2 separate regions of the Mus musculus genome follow, and region 1 is linked to region 2. The links are chromatin contacts, called in public promoter capture Hi-C maps. All regions are on one chromosome and are shown on one strand. The core of a region is the stretch at or near the end of the contact, and the rest is flanking DNA. Distances in the headings are between cores, read along the strand shown.

Evidence for each region. Capture Hi-C pulls out chosen DNA fragments and counts their contacts.
Region 1: a contact with region 2 is called in a promoter capture Hi-C map of pancreatic islet. The contact joins the promoter of Kcna7 here to the promoter of Pth2 in region 2. A contact is called at or near these places in 4 of 39 promoter capture datasets (the C10 cell line, cranial neural crest, embryonic stem cells and 1 more), 1 of 15 datasets of contacts at CTCF or cohesin (large pre-B cells), 7 of 484 Hi-C or Micro-C datasets (the G1E-ER4 cell line, bone marrow-derived macrophages, embryonic stem cells and 2 more), 4 of 115 datasets of contacts at active chromatin or transcription factors (bone marrow-derived macrophages, embryonic stem cells, large pre-B cells and 1 more) and 5 of 9 other capture datasets (adipose tissue, embryonic stem cells, liver and 2 more).

The regions. Positions count from the first base shown.
Region 1 is chr7:45,404,569-45,407,268 of GRCm38.p6, forward strand. Kcna7 (potassium voltage-gated channel, shaker-related subfamily, member 7) reads left to right here and starts at 1,392. Exons shown (of 2, transcript NM_010596.2): 1 at 1,392-2,447. The coding sequence starts at 1,794.
Region 2 is chr7:45,179,606-45,182,305 of GRCm38.p6, forward strand. Pth2 (parathyroid hormone 2) reads left to right here and starts at 1,390. Exons shown (of 3, transcript NM_053256.2): 1 at 1,390-1,586; 2 at 1,686-1,816; 3 at 1,993-2,233. The coding sequence starts at 1,689. The coding sequence ends at 2,167.

The DNA.
Region 1 (2,700 bases), core at 142-2,641, 220 kb after region 2:
GAGAAGTATCTGGACAATAGGGCACTCCTCTAGTCAGGTAGTCACTGAACGTCTTTCTATCACCTTCCACGTTATTATTTGAAGACTGGCTGGCCATTAAATCCAGGGATCATCCTGTCTGGGTCTCCATGACCAGACTTTTTTTTTTTAAAAGATTTATTTATGTATTATATGTAAGTACACTCCAGAAGAGGGAGTCAGATCTTGTTACGGATGGTTGTGAGCCACCATGTGGTTGCTGGGATTTGAACTCCGGACCTTCGGAAGAGCAGTCGGGTGCTCTTACCCACTGAGCCATCTCACCAGCCCATGACCAGACTTTTTAAAGACACGATCTCACCAGACTGGCCTACACAGAGAAACTCTTTGTCGAAAAAATAAAAAACAACAAAACGACAAGATCCCACCATGTAGCCCTGACTGGCCTGGAAATTTATGGGCAGACCAGGCTGGCCTCAAATCCACAGGTTGGCTTGCCTCTGCTTCCAGAGTATTGGGATTAAAGGCGTGTGACACTACCCATGTTCTCACAACTTACTTAGGGCGATGGGGGGCGGGGGGAGGGCAGAGGCAGGAGGATCTCAGAAGTCCCCAAAAGAAAGCTGGGAAGGGAAAGGCCAGGTTTAGCTGGGAGACCTCTTGGTGCAGGTCTCCATCCGGCCGGCAGAGGGCGCGCGAGATCCCTTTCCCCGAAAGTGACTATAACACCCTACCCCATAAGAAGGGACTATTTTTTACTTAGTGTCATTAGACACCGGTGGCTGGAAGGCCATCTTCTGTCTGTCCTTCGGCTCCCGACAGTGACCCTACGCATCTTCCAGGCCGACTCTAGACCCTTCCAGGCAAGTCCCGCCTCCTTTGGCGCCATTCTTGGCTTCAGCCCAGGTTTTATTAATCTCAAAACACCTACATAAAGTCTAAATTCAAACTCCGGGACTCTCAGTGGCCAAGGATCCGGCGCACATGGGCAACAGTTTACAGTTGCAAAAGAGGCTCCAAGAACTCCTCAAGCACCAGGGCCGCTGCGGAGCTCCTTAGGCATGGTAATTAGAGACACAAAGGAATAAACACGTGAGGCCAGACACACAAAACGATGTTCATTCATTGAAAGGTACTAGGAGAGAAAGAAAGCCAGCAACAAATCCAGATGTGGTGGTACACATCTGTCATCCCAGCAATCGGGAGGCAGAAGCAAGAGTACTGCAATACTGAGCCAGTCTGACATACATACCCAAACCCAGTGTCTGGAAAAAAATAATAAAAGGCAGAGAGATACAGAGGCTCCCAGCAGAGAGCAAGATGTGGACAACTGGTTAAGGGGATACACCCCCCACCCTCCAGGAGGATGGACAAGAGACAGAAAGACTGGAAATGGAAAAGGGAAACTGATGCTGCAGATAGTCTCGGGTGGCTCATGACTGTCACCCGGGCAATCCGAAGGATGAGGCAGAGGATTGCCACAAGTTCGCGGTCAGCTTAAATGACAGGCTGAGGAGACTGTCTAAATAACAAACAAACAAATAAATAGCCATGATGCCATACGCCTGCAATCCCAGCATTTGGGAGGTGGAGGCAGGAGGATCATAAATTCAAGGTCAGTTCAGCTACATAAGACCTCGGGTCATGAATCCAAAAGCCAAACAAATAAAATAGATGACTACAAGGGAAAGCTCAAGAGATCCACGGAAAAGCGCCGGGTGGCAGTGTTTCCACAGGTGTGGGAACGGCAGAGGGCGCCCCTAGCCCCGCGGGGGTAACACCGCCCCCTCCCCCGCGCCCTGGCCGGACTTTCCATGCTATTTTTACCCGCCGACACCGGACACCCGACTGGGGTGGCTGCGGCGTCGGGGCCACACGTCCGTTCACCGGTCGCCCGGGCTGTGCGCGCCATGGAGCCACGGTGCCCGCCGCCCTGCGGCTGCTGCGAGCGGCTGGTGCTCAACGTGGCCGGGTTGCGCTTCGAGACCCGCGCGCGCACGCTCGGCCGCTTCCCGGACACGCTGCTGGGGGACCCGGTGCGCCGCAGCCGCTTCTACGACGGCGCGCGCCGCGAGTATTTCTTCGACCGACACCGGCCCAGCTTCGATGCGGTGCTCTACTACTACCAGTCGGGCGGCCGGCTGAGACGGCCGGCGCACGTGCCCCTCGACGTCTTCCTGGAGGAGGTGTCCTTCTACGGGCTGGGCGCGGCGGCGCTGGCGCGGCTGCGGGAGGACGAGGGCTGCGCGGTGCCGCCCGAGCGGCCGCTGCCCCGCCGCGCCTTTGCGCGTCAGCTCTGGCTGCTCTTCGAATTTCCTGAGAGCTCGCAGGCTGCGCGCGTGCTCGCCGTGGTCTCCGTACTCGTCATCCTGGTCTCCATCGTGGTCTTTTGCCTCGAGACACTGCCAGACTTCCGCGACGACCGCGATGACCCGGGGCTCGCGCCCGTAGCCGCTGCTACTGGCCCGGTGAGGGGCGGGGATTTGGGGAGGTCCAGGGCGGGGCCTGGGAAGACCTGGCCAGTCAGAAGGTGTGGCAAGGGGCAGGAGGATGGAAGCCCTTTAAAAACAAAAACAAAAACAAAAACAAAACAAAAAAAAAAAAAAAACAAAGATGTAAGCTGGGTATGGTTCTTCATACGAGAATCCTAGCAAGGAGACAGAACGATTGCCACGGGTTGAAAGCCAGTGTGGGTTACTGTATGAGAGAGTCTGCCTGGAA
Region 2 (2,700 bases), core at 140-2,639:
TGACAGGTGACGCACCTGACCCCCTCCCTGGGGAATCCTGAGAGCATAGCAACAGGCTGGGATTCTTAAAGGGACAGAGACATAGGATCTCATCGATAAGGTAGAAAAGGAAGTTAGAATTGGACCAAGCTGTGATCTCTTTGCAGTGAGGGTTTGGCATGGTGTGATGATACAGGCCTGGGATCCCTGCTCGCAGAAGGCACAGGCAAGAGGATTATGAGTTCAAAGCAAGCTTGGGTGACTTAGTGAGACCCAGGACAGCCTGAGCTACAGAAACTCTAAAACAAAAATAAAACCCAACCAGTCAAATATACACACACAGAACAAAACTATCAACCCAACAGACACAAAATCCAGCTGGGTGGTGGTGGAGCACACCTTTAATCCTAGCACTTGGGAGACAGAGGCCAGTGGATCTGGGTTCTAGGCCAGCCTGGCCTACAGAGCAAGTTCCAGGGCAGCCAGGGCTACACAGAGAAACCTTGTCCCAAAATACAAAGTAAGTAAAAATGAGTTCTATGTCCTCTCCCACTCCCCACTCAAATCTAAGGATCTGAGTCCCTGGTACCTTTTTAGTCTAACCTCACCAGGCCATACTGCTCTCTTCAGACTGAAGAATCCAGGAATCCAGGCTTTCGGAACATAGAAGTGGGGGGCCCTGTCTGGACCACCTTTCTGTTTGGGATTCCAAGTTTGGCTCCTCATCTCTGTGGAGGTAGGAATCCAGGGCCTGTTCCCTTGCCCATGATACGGGAAGAGGGTGTTGCTCTTTACCCCCACCCCACCCCTCTTTAAGACAGTCTTAATATGTAGCATACACAGGCCTCAAATCTGCAGTGGTTGTTTCTGCCTCCTGAGTGTACGGCACCATAGGGTGGCCTTGGGAGCCCCCTTGAAACATGCCAGGTATGAATGGTTGGCCCTAATCTTCACCATACCCCCATGTCCCTTGTAGGGAGGGAAAGACTTTTCCCAGTGGAAGCCCAGGGCCTCCTGTGTCCCATTTCACGGTGGTGACTTCACCTGTTTGCACACTACCACCGCCTGCCTCTCTCTCTGTCTCTGTCTCTCTCTGTCTCTCTTTCTCTCTGTCTCTCTCTTGTCCCTGGCTCTCTCCTGACCAGCTCCTTTCCACACCCTCTCTTCTCAGCCTTCCTCTCTTCCTTCTTGCTTTTCCCTTCCTAGGCATCTTGTCTTTGCCCTTCTGTCTGGAGGTTATTTCTTTTCTGTCTTTCTCCCTTGTGTCCCTCTGCTCTCTTTCCTGCCTCTCTCTTGTGTTCTCGACTTGTGCTCTGATGGTCCCCCTCTCCAGTCTCTATTTTTATCCCTCTGACACACCCCTTGTGTCCACCTCTCTGTCTGTACCACCACCCCCCCTTCTTCAGTACTAGCTCTGGGTCCCAATTAGTTGGTGTTGGCCACGGCAGCGCAGGGCCCCACCAGGCTTCTCATTACCGCTGGCGGCTCCTAATGAGCGTGGGGTGGAGTGACCCCGCGCCCCCAGCCCGGCCTGCGTCACTGCCGCCGCGGGGGCTGTGAGGGTATATAAAAGGGGCGTGAGCATAGCTGCCTGAGCCCACTGCACGGTAGGGGGTCCTGTAGGAGGCTGGTGGCAGGGTTGGATTGTGGGCCCTAGGCTTCTGGGCGGGATGATGACATTGAGATTCTGGCCCCTGTATCCACAGGTGATGGAGACCTGCCAGATGTCCAGGAGCCCCCGAGAGCGGCTGTTGCTGCTTTTGCTGCTGCTACTGCTTGTGCCCTGGGGCACTGGCCCTGCCTCAGGTGTTGCCCTGCCCCTCGCTGGTGTGTTCAGGTAGGTGTGAGGTCCCGGACACCCAAAGAAGGGAGGAGAGGACCCCCCGCCCCAAAGGAAGGCAAGATACCGCATGCGGGGAGTTGGGGAGGGCAGGGGTGCTTAGCGTCGGACTGCAGTGGGGACCCGCGGTGGCCTGTGGGGCCTAGCGCGCAATCACATCTCTCTTCCCCCAGCCTCCGCGCCCCGGGTCGTGCCTGGGCGGGCTTGGGTAGCCCCCTGTCTCGGCGCAGCCTGGCGCTAGCTGACGACGCGGCCTTTCGGGAGCGCGCGCGCCTGCTGGCCGCCCTGGAGCGCCGCCGCTGGCTGGACTCTTACATGCAGAAGCTGTTGCTACTGGACGCGCCCTGAGCCTAATAAAGAGCCTGTCGCACTGCGACTGCGCCTCTTTGCTGCGCCACTCTCTTGTGGGTGTGTGGGGAGGGGGCCCCACAGCCTCACTGCAACCGGGACCCTCCGCATCCTCGCTTCTCCGGGTTCCCTCTTGGGTCATCTGCCTCGAGACTCTTGTTCTCTCTGGATTCCCTCGCCCGTGGGTCCCTGATCCAGCTCTGTTTTGGTCCGGTTTTTTTTGGGGGGGGGGGAGGGATTATTCTTCCGAGACAGGGTTTCTCTGTGTAGCCCTGGCTGTCCTGGAACTCACTCTGTAGACCAGGCTGGCCTTGAGCTCGAGAGCTTCGCCTGCCTCTGCCTCCCAAGTGCTAGGATTAAAGGCAAGCGTCACCATATCCTGCTGGGTCGGGATTTCATAACCTTTTTGGGCCTCGTGTTTATCGGCCGGGGAGGGCTCCAGCAGTTCCGAGCTGGACCGCGGCAGGTGCCGGATAAGGAAACTAAGCAGAGCCCGCGGCTCGGGGAGGCGCAGTCCCCACCTGTTTATTCGG